Linked DNA regions of Hordeum vulgare: region 2 is linked to region 1. The links are chromatin contacts, called in public Hi-C maps. All regions are on one chromosome and are shown on one strand. The core of a region is the stretch at or near the end of the contact, and the rest is flanking DNA. Distances in the headings are between cores, read along the strand shown. Region 1 holds the start of LOC123426354 (receptor-like protein kinase HERK 1). Region 2 holds the start of LOC123426392 (arginine--tRNA ligase, cytoplasmic-like).

Region 1 (5,201 bases), core at 880-3,379:
ATTCTGTATGTATGTGAATTTTAATCTCTACCAACTTACAAGTGCTTCAAGATAAGAATACGAGGGTGTATAAACAAGATAACATGATAATATGCCATGGTGGACCACACTAGCTTATCCAAGTGCTCTAAGATATCCGTGTATGCCTGAGCTTAGCCTCACATGAAGTTCATCACAATTGAACACAATTAAGTTTGTTTTTGTAACTTATAGGCTTACAACTACTAACTTTATGTTATCCGCTCCATTTTCTGGCAAACTGGGTTGAGAAAGGCATGATGTTGTATGTTGTGTATTAATGGGTTGCTGTGGTGATGTAGTAACACAACTTCGATTTCTTTGCATGCCGAAGAAACAAAAGGATTGCATATTTTGAAAACTTGCGACATGGAGTATGGCCATTTTAAAAATAAGGAGTTCTCTTAAATATGCTCCTTTATTAGTTTGCAGTTATAATGTGGAGGGCATTTTCTTCTGATGCAACAAACATTGTTAATACATGCATATCTTGTGCCAATTGTGAGATTTATCAATTTATTTATTTACAAGAATAAAAGTCCATAGTACTACATCAGTTTCTGCATAAAGTAACATGGAGTACATTAGTTTCAGATCAACCTAATGTGATTCTGGTACTGTTATATCATGACAACCTTAGCGCACGCAACTGACTAATACATTAGCATAATATATCCTTTTTTGATTATTGAATGATACAACATATCTTTACATAATTGAATTTCTTTGTTTCATTTATCTTATACCTGTGAGAATACTATCACTTGTCACAACTGACTAATACATCAGTCTAAGAATATCCCTTTTCGGTTACTGAATGATATACTTTTAACTGAATTTCTATATTTCATTTCTCTTATATTTATGTTCCTATTATTCCAATGAAATAGTAGACGGGCGCAGCAACGCGCGCCATCGATGATCTAGTCTTCCTAATAATTCTACTTGGTCACTTGGATCAACCCACTTCAATCTTATCTGAGTTTCTGCCACAACCTCTTCATAAGTAGGACTCTCAAGAAATGTCAACACTTTCTCATACTTGTCAACAATATCAACATTCATGAATGCCTCTTTGTCAACATAATGAGCATTCACAATCTTGTCCATCTAAAAAAGGGAACAAAATTACCAATGCTAAGTCACATTCTAACAAAACAACTAAGAAACATATATGTCCATCCTAATTAAGCATTACCCTAACCCTAAACAATAAGCATAAAACCAACCAATACAATGCAACAAAATTGGAACAACTATACTCATTACTAGATAAACTAAGAACATCTATACCCATTATTGGAAAAACTATACTCATTATTAGGGCTAGAAACACATGAGCAAAAAACCACCCAAATAGACAATCCCAACCAATAAAAATGGAAAGATGAAGGAGATTACCTCAAGCAATGCAAATGATACCGGATCCACGGACCAAACCAATCCTTTTGAAAGGATTTGAGAGGGGAGAAGCGAGGGAGAAATGGGGAAAAGGGGCCGCAGCTCGAGGAAGAAGGGGGTGGAAGAAGAAAGTGAGTGGTGCATGAAGGGTGGCCTCCTAATAAATAGGCAGGAAGAAACATCATAGTGCTTGGCGTTGCAGTGGTGCTTAGAAACGCCAGATGTGGTGGCGTTTCAAGAAAGGAAAAACACCACGGAGGACACGCATATTGGTGGTGGCCAGCAACGCCACATTACACTGGCGTTTCTTATTGGGGAAGCAACAACACGGCTTGTGGCGTTAAAAAAAGGTTAAATCATGAAATCTTTTTAAACCGGGTTCTTTTTATGCTCATCTTTTCAAAAAAATCAGAACAATGATTTTGTCCTTCAAATGGTCCTTCCTCAACCTTTTTTCACATGACATCCCAATCCTTTGCTGTTCACATTGTTTAAGTTCTCGGAACCATGCTTTTCAAAAGCAGCCCGAGACTTCCAAAAGGCACAAACCGCGTCGACGCAGCTCCGCCCGCCATTTGGAGCAGAGCGGCCTTGTCGTAATCCTCTTTCCAGTCTTCTCGTCCACACCTCACGACCCCCTGGGCCCGCGTCCAGCTCATGCACGCCTCTTCAATTTATCTTCCCACCAACTCACCGCCCTCTGCACCCCAATTAATTCGCCGCTTCTCGCCGCAGGGGCCAGAAAACGTCCTGTTCTACCTGCCCTTCTCACCCGCGAGGACCCTTTCTTTCTTCCTCCCGGACCCAAGAAGACTCTGCTCAAAATCTCGCCAACCTCCGGGCCACCATCGCCATCACTCCATCCAAAATCCCCATCCAGACGAGCATTTGGGTTGCCATCTCTTTGTCCGCTTCGCTTCGCTCAAAAGTTAAAAGCGGCGGCGTGCCGTTGTCTGCTTCTCCGCCAGTTCCGCTCCACCTGTGCTCCCTCCCTCTTCTCTTGGCTGGCTTCAAGAAAAGACTGGCTCTGGCTCCTCCGATTTCCCAACCGCCTGGCTGAAGTTCTTGCGGGGGCTCCGGTGAGAATCGCGAGGCTGCTTGTTTGGGCGGAGGCGAGAGGCGATTCAGCTGCTGGGAGGCCTGCACGGCAAAGGTAAACCCTCGTCTTAGCTGGGGGATTGGGTTGATTTCACCCGAAGGATTTTGGTCTGTTTCTCCTGGCCCCTGCATGTTGGAGATGATACTGATGGTGTCGTTGTGGGACTATTGTGCAGATCCAGTTCGTGGTGGATGGAGCCATGCTGCGGGTGTGCTTGATAAGGTTCTTGCTTGCCTGATAAGCAAGGTTTCTTTCTGGTGGTTCCTCCTCCTGCCGACCAAGACACAGAAAATCTAAGCCTGTTCACACTTTCTACTGCTTCAATTTTCGAGTGTTCTTGCTGCCTGAAATGACATTAGTTTTGAGGGATTGCATGCCTTGGGCTCTGGAACAGTTTCATCATCTCTACTCTCTTCAGTTGTTCTAGCTCTCCCTTTTTCCTTGCTGGCTGGCTGCATCTTTGTGCAATTTATGGCACCTGTGTCCCTTTAACCCCAGTTTCCATTCAGATTCATCATGGGCACCACTTCTGAGCAAAAGATAGCTCTGCTCCTTCTTGGGACCATCTGGGTTCTTCTTGGTACCTGCAATGCTGAATTCACCCCTGCAGACAACTACCTCATCAACTGTGGTTCCACCGTTGACGTTCATGTCCCAGGTCAGGGGTTCTTCAGAGCAGACAATTCCGGCTCAACTATTTTGAAATCAGATCACAACGTCGCCGCAAATACCTTGCCGGATGCAGTCATAAGTTCTGACAATCCTGTGCTGTATCAAACTGCAAGGATATTCAGTGTGCCGTCGTCCTACTCCTTCAACATGAAGAGCCGTGGCCGGCATTTTGTCCGGCTGCACTTCTTCGGTTTCAGATACCAAAGCTATGATCTTGCCGTGGCAAAGTTCAAAGTGTCCACGCAGGATGTTGTGTTACTTGACAATTTCACTCCGCCGAGCAATTCCTCACCGCTGGTCAGGGAGTATTCACTGAATATTACTGAGGATAAGCTGATTCTCACATTTGTGCCTCTGGGAAACAGCACATCTTTCATCAATGCTATTGAAGTAATATCTGTTCCTGATGATCTGATACGTGATTCAGCGCAAACTGTAAATCCCTCCGGCCAGTATCTCGGCCTTACAACACAGTCATTTCAGACATTCTACAGGATTAATGTGGGTGGACGGGAGGTGACCGCTGCCAATGACACACTCTCGCGTTCATGGGATACTGACCAGAACTTCTTCCTAAATTCCACTACCACTGAACTGTTTGCTTACCAAGCGAAGCTGAATTATCAGAAAGGTGCTGCAACCAAGGAGGATGCACCGGACAGTGTGTACAACACTGCAAGGCGGTTTGCTGTGCAAAATAGAACCAGCTTAGTGTCCAACATGACATGGCAATTTGATGTTGATGGTAGTTCGAGCTATCTGATCCGCTTCCATTTTTGTGACATAGTGAGCAAGGCAGCATATTCCCTCTACTTTGATATTTATGTGGATGGCCGGTTAGCGTTAGAAAATGTTGACCTCTCTGAAAGAGTTCTTGGTACCTTGGCTGTGCCATACTACATGGAATTTGTCTTGAAGTCAAGTGATCCTTCTGGTAAGCTAAGTGTCGGCATTGGGCCTTCCAGCTTGAACAATGTGGCACCAGATGGCATCTTGAATGGCCTGGAGATCATGAAGATGGACATCAGTACTGGCACTGTTTATGTTGTGTGGCCACCAGGAACGCCAAATAGGAAACTGGCTATCATATTGGGCACTGTTCTCGGAGGCGTTGGTGCTGTTAGCATTGCCATTATTCTCTGCTTCGTCCTCAGAAGAAAGAAAAAGGAGAAGAAGCCGCGGCGGGCACCGACAAGTCGGCCTTCAAGTTCTTGGTCACCACTCACCCTCAATGGCCTTAGCTTCCTTAGCACAGGTACCCGAACAACCAGCCGGACCACTCTTACATCTGGGACAAACAGTGATGCAAGCTACCGGATTCCTTTTGCTTTGCTGCAAGTAGCAACCAAACACTTCGACGAGCAAATGGTTGTCGGAGTTGGGGGGTTTGGGAAGGTATACAAAGCAGTTCTGCAGGACAGCACCAAAGTCGCAGTGAAGCGGGGCAACCAGAAGTCCCACCAAGGGCTCAGAGAGTTCCGGACAGAGATCGAGCTGCTGTCAGGGCTGCGACACCGTCACCTCGTGTCACTCATCGGATACTGCGATGAGCAGAACGAGATGATCTTGGTGTACGAGTACATGGAGAAAGGCACGCTGAAGAGTCACCTGTATGGCAGTGACATGCCTCCTCTCAGCTGGAAGAAAAGGGTGGAAATATGCATAGGGGCTGCAAGGGGCCTCCACTACCTGCACACGGGTTTTGCAAAGTCAATCATCCATCGTGATGTCAAGTCTGCAAACATTCTCCTCGACGAAAATCTCATGGCCAAGGTTTCTGATTTCGGCCTGTCGAAGACGGGACCTGAGTTGGATCAGACACATGTTAGCACTGCGGTGAAAGGGAGCTTCGGGTATCTTGACCCTGAGTACTACCGGAGGCAGAAGCTGACCGACAAGTCGGATGTGTACTCATTCGGCGTGGTCTTGCTGGAGGTGATATGCGCGAGGCCAGTCATCGACCCAACTCTTCCAAGAGACATGATCAACCTCGCAGAATGGGCTATCAAGT
Region 2 (4,981 bases), core at 2,391-4,890, 880 kb after region 1:
CTCACGGTCGAACGAAAAGACACTTGACATTAGAAAAGCTTTAGCATATGAACAATACGATCTAGTGCTATGCTTAGGATTGGGTCTTGTCCATCACATCATTCTCCCAATGATGTGATCCCGTTATCAATGACATCTAATGCCCATGACCAGGAAACCATGATCATCTATTGACTAACGAGCTAGCCAACTAGAGGCTTGCTAGGGACACATTGTGATCTATTTATTCACACATGTATTACTGTTTCCTGTTAATACAATTACAGCATGAACAATAGACGATTATCATGAACAAGGAAATATGATAATAACCATATTATTATTGCCTCTAGGGCATATTTCCAACAGATGGAGACGACTCCGTACACACCAAGGTCCACGATGCAAGCGGTAGCGACAACGCCAAGGAGAGGGAAGATGTAGTGGGTGGAAGGTGGAAATGAGACACGACAAGAGGAAAGAGGAATGTGAGCTGCATGGACGATCATTGTGAGAATATGCCTTGAAATAGATGTGCTCATTCACGTGACAAATCACCCCGAGGGAACGGTGGTTGCAACTGACGTGGCGGCACCCCACTGCTTCACTATCCATGATCAGCGTCCAATGACGAGTGAGAAGTTCGCTCGAGATTGTTATGAAACTGACACCAGTTTAATAACATTTTTTGCAAATAGAACATAGTGCAAGACAAACCACAGAGATGTCATAATGTCTCTGTTAAAAGAATTCCCCCAAAAAATGTCCATGTTCGAATCTTAACGTGGTGGCATATCAAGTTATCAACACCTAGGGGCATCTCCAACGCCGACCCTCACCCCCCGCAACCGTCCAGACCGCACACTCCGGACGTGTTTTGCCATCCAACACACTCATGTATCGGCCCGCTCGATGGTCCAAACATGTTTTCCCCACAAATTGGAGACAAAGTGTGTGTGTGGGGGGGGGGGATTTGCAGGCGTCCAGACTACTGCCGCATTCGCGTCTGACTAATCTGTCCCACCAAACAACCCCACCCGCCTCTCCCGCGATTTCCTTCCGATGCACGCGCCATTTCTAGCACCGCACCAATACCGGCCCAGTACACGCAACGACCGACATTGATGCCACATAATGTGACCACACACGCATCGCTGACCAACGCGACCTCTCAGGAGCCCCCGCTTCAATGCACACGCAGCTTCGAGAAGAACAAACTCCCGTCGTTGTGCCGCATTGAAGTGGTTGACCGTTTGTTCACATGGTGTGGTCGAGGCTTTATAAGTCATGCTCCGACACCGTCCACATCGCACTCACCGCATCAGTCCGCACGTCCTCATTCTCACATCCCCTCTTCCTCACAACTCCGGCAATGGGCAAGTTGTGGGCCTCGATGGCGACAGGCGACGAATCCGTAGGTTCGTGGCGACATCGCCCTTGAACTCTAGGGCAGTCGTCCTCATCGGCGGCCGGCTCCTCAGCAAAGGAGGAGATCGTCATCTCCTCGACGAGGAGGACCAGCCGCTACAGCAACCGGCGATGCAAGGGGAGGTCTACATCGTGACCGATGAGCAGTACGAGTGACTGATGGAGGTCATGCTTCGTCCTCCACGTCAACGGCCTGTCGGCACCACCTGAGACGCTCCTTCACATCAAGCCAGATCCTGTGTCCCGTCCCTACCCTCCCTTGCGCAACCTCGATGTCCAAATCAGGCACCGCGTGAAGGAGGGTCCCCTCTGGCCATCGCCCAAACGCGTCAAGGAGGAGCTGCTCTCGCCGCCTCCCCATCGCGTGAAGAAGGAGCAGCGCTTTCGGCCGCCCCGCCACATCAAGGAGGAGTGCTGCTCGTCACAACCCCTGCCTCATGCGATCGCCGTGAGGACACGTGGTCGCCTTCGGCACTACCTCGACGGCGGCCGCAGCGACAACAATAGCTCGTCCTCCCGGAGCGCTCTAACGACGGTGGAGTACGCCAACAGGCAGCGACCCCCGATGGAACAGGTGCAACATGGCACGTCGATCGGAGTTCACGGACTCTAACGGCCCGCCGCCACACATCGCGACGGATCTGGAGTTGGCGTAAGCTCGGGTCCTGGACAACAAGCGTCGTCTCCGCCGCCTCGATGGGGAGATGGTCAAGATGGCGAGGAGTGGTCTCTCGGCGAGATCGCCGCCATCGCCGCCTCCTCCAAGGGCTGCCGCCCTCTCCCCCCGCCCATGTCATTCGTGGCCACGACCGCACTGCGCATGACACAAGAGGAAGCGAAGATGATTATGTGCGAGCGTAAGGTGGTGCGAGGAAGCCCTGCCGCGACACCGCACCCTTCCGCCATCCCGAAGCCCGACTCCAACGACTCCGACAACGGCTTTGTTGAAGGTTTTTGGTTCATTAGACGAAATATCATCCGGTTTTATGTAAAAACTATCCTAGTATAAATGAATGTCGGGGATGGTAGCACTCGATCACCTATGGAGTCGTTGGCTCATTTGTGGTTCAACGAGGAGAATTCATCGCACAAAGAGGAGAAACCGCAAGGCAACACACTTATGAGACTCGGAGGATTTACCTAGGCTCGAGCCGCTGAGAATCGTAAAACCCTACTCCTGCTTTGGTGGATTTATTTGAGAAAGACAGAGTTCACACGATATACCTTCCCCGACAAGGGTTGTCGTGAAAGGGAGCTGCTATGTGCGTGTGAATGTCCTAGGGTCCGAATTCCTTGCTAGGTTGCCTTGGGCCTCCTCTTATAGCAAAAGGGGCGTCCAAAGTGGCAAACAGACATGATTAGACAACTAATAGTGCTATCGTACTTAACTTTGACACTTAAGACAAAGTGCCATAAATGCTAGGCTAGGTGGCAGGTGGGGGGTGCGTTCCCGACAAGCTCTCGCCACGGCTTTAGCTAACCTTTGCACCACAACTTGACACGCCTATGAGGGTGTCAAGGAGAGATAACCCGTCTTCCATCATGTCAACACGCGTGCAACGAGAGCCACTTAGCCACATGGGGGCTCGACACCTCATCGATAAGTGACTGATGTGGCAATGAGGTGGAGCGGTGGCGGATGGGCTCGTGTTTGCCGGAGGAATGACTTGCCGGTTCTTCTTTGAGGGTGCTTGTGCCTCGGTCCCCGGCAGGGGCCCGAGAGTTCTTGGTGCGTTGTGCCATGTCTGCGCAGGTCTTGCAGTAAGTCCTGCCGACGTCTTGTTTTGAATGTTTGCTTGGGTCTTCGACATAGTGCCAACGCTTATGGGTTTCCTTACTACTAGTGCTGTGCATAAGTCACGGGCATTGGGTACCCTTTCCCTAGTGCACCGACAATGAATATCGCTCGGTTTGTTCGTCTTTGAATCAAATTTGTTCATTTTTGTTAAAATTTACTTGAAATGTAATTGGACTGTTCTATCATGGACGGACGCGGAAGAAAATTTACGGATCAGCTTTGAAGATGCACTAAGCCCAAAGACTGAAATTTTAAAGTCAAAATTAAGCAAATTTCGAGCGGAATCTGTGTTTGGCGAGTTTGGCTCCATATCCACGCCCCAAACAGGTCGAGACTCACCCCTCAAAAAAAGAAAAAGAAAAAGAGGTCGAGACTTGACGGGCCCGATAAGGCACAAGCGAAAACCCTCGCCCAGCCTTTCCTTGCACGCGGCGTGGGAGCGTATTTATTCGAGAACGAGGTCGAGATGCGGGCACTCGCGGCCGCAGCAGCAACTGCAGTAGTGGCGGCGCCTACCCCCGCACGACTCCTCCTCGTCTCCGCCCGCCGCGCTGCTCCGCGATTCGGTGAGTCCTCGCTTCTCCCGCTACTTCCCCTTCTCCCCCAATCCTCATCCGGTTCCACCCGGCTCCGGTTGTTCATAGCGCTGCGCGGTCCCCGCGTCGCCCGGAGTTGCGAGGTCTGATTTGGGAGCAGAAATCCGAGGGTTCATGGGGCCTGAGCTTGGTGCCGTTTTTGGTTTAGAGTGCGTGCCTACGAGCTCCGAAGATTTACTGGGAATGGTGGTTTGTCTAGTGGACCTTTTGCGGGGTTTAGGCCTTAGGGTTTACGATGCTTATGTTTGAATTTAGTTCCACATGGTTCCGGTTTATAGCACTCTAGACTAAATTTGCTGTGCACGAATCTGCTAGTCGGCGTATGGGCGCGTGTGAATTTACCCACAGCATTTAGAATTGGGGATGAAAAAGGCTGTGGTTTAATCCTGCACTCTGCTCAAGTTAACTTATAACATGCTAGGTTTTAATTGTAGCTTGGGGATTCGTGGCCGACGATGCAAGTTTCATTTCATAGCTCCTTCATTTGGGGCCTAATTTCGGCCTTGTTGCTTATCTTTGTGCTGCCTATCTAGCTAGGTCATTGTAGAGCATCTCCCTTCACAAGGTTACCGAGGAGTGCCTGCTACGCGTCCACCACCATGGGAGACGAGACCTCCACTTCTGCCTCAGGCTCGGCCCAGGAACCTGCAGCACCGGTGAGTATTGGATTGCTGGTTCTGGAGATGATTGTGTTGTGTGAGTGTTTGCCTGCATCTACTTGACTGAGATGGTGCCGTCTCAAACATATTGCCAGGCCGTGCAGGGAGCCGGGAGTGTCAAGCAGCAGATCTCCAACTTGGTGGCTCTGTCACTCCATGCGACAGTGCCTGAAGTGGATGTAGAACCGATAGTTGAAGTTTGCACGGGAAAATTTGGTGACTACCAGTGGTACGTTGCCCGGGTGTCTATTTTATTTGACGATCTGGACATCTGCGACTCCTGTTCATGTTAGCATCCCTTCAATGTGCTCATCAAAAAATTGTATCTAAATGGTATGCAGCAACAATGCAATGGGATTGTGGTCAAAAGTAAAGGGATCCGGGACAAGCTTCAAAAACCCCAATGCAATTGGACAGGTAAGAACGATCCTAACTCTCTGGAGTGCTGGTGGTTTACTTCAAGAAAATCTCATGGAGCAGTAGGGTTCTTTCATACGTGCCACTGCCATTATTACCTTGTT

Evidence for each region. Hi-C and Micro-C count contacts between places; a contact is called where the count stands out from the background.
Region 2: a contact with region 1 is called in a Hi-C map of seedling, with 5 times the contacts expected there. The contact joins the promoter of LOC123426392 here to the promoter of LOC123426354 in region 1. A contact is called at or near these places in 2 of 6 Hi-C or Micro-C datasets (leaf and seedling) and 1 of 1 datasets of contacts at active chromatin or transcription factors (embryo).

Annotation. Positions count from the first base shown.
Region 1 is chr1H:102,613,512-102,618,712 of MorexV3_pseudomolecules_assembly, forward strand. LOC123426354 (receptor-like protein kinase HERK 1) reads left to right here and starts at 2,130. Exons shown (of 2, transcript XM_045110167.1): 1 at 2,130-2,572; 2 at 2,694-5,201. The coding sequence starts at 3,035.
Region 2 is chr1H:103,489,426-103,494,406 of MorexV3_pseudomolecules_assembly, forward strand. It overlaps LOC123426392 (arginine--tRNA ligase, cytoplasmic-like), which reads left to right and starts at 3,641. Exons shown (of 18, transcript XM_045110225.1): 1 at 3,641-3,771; 2 at 4,339-4,457; 3 at 4,556-4,689; 4 at 4,802-4,877. The coding sequence starts at 3,672.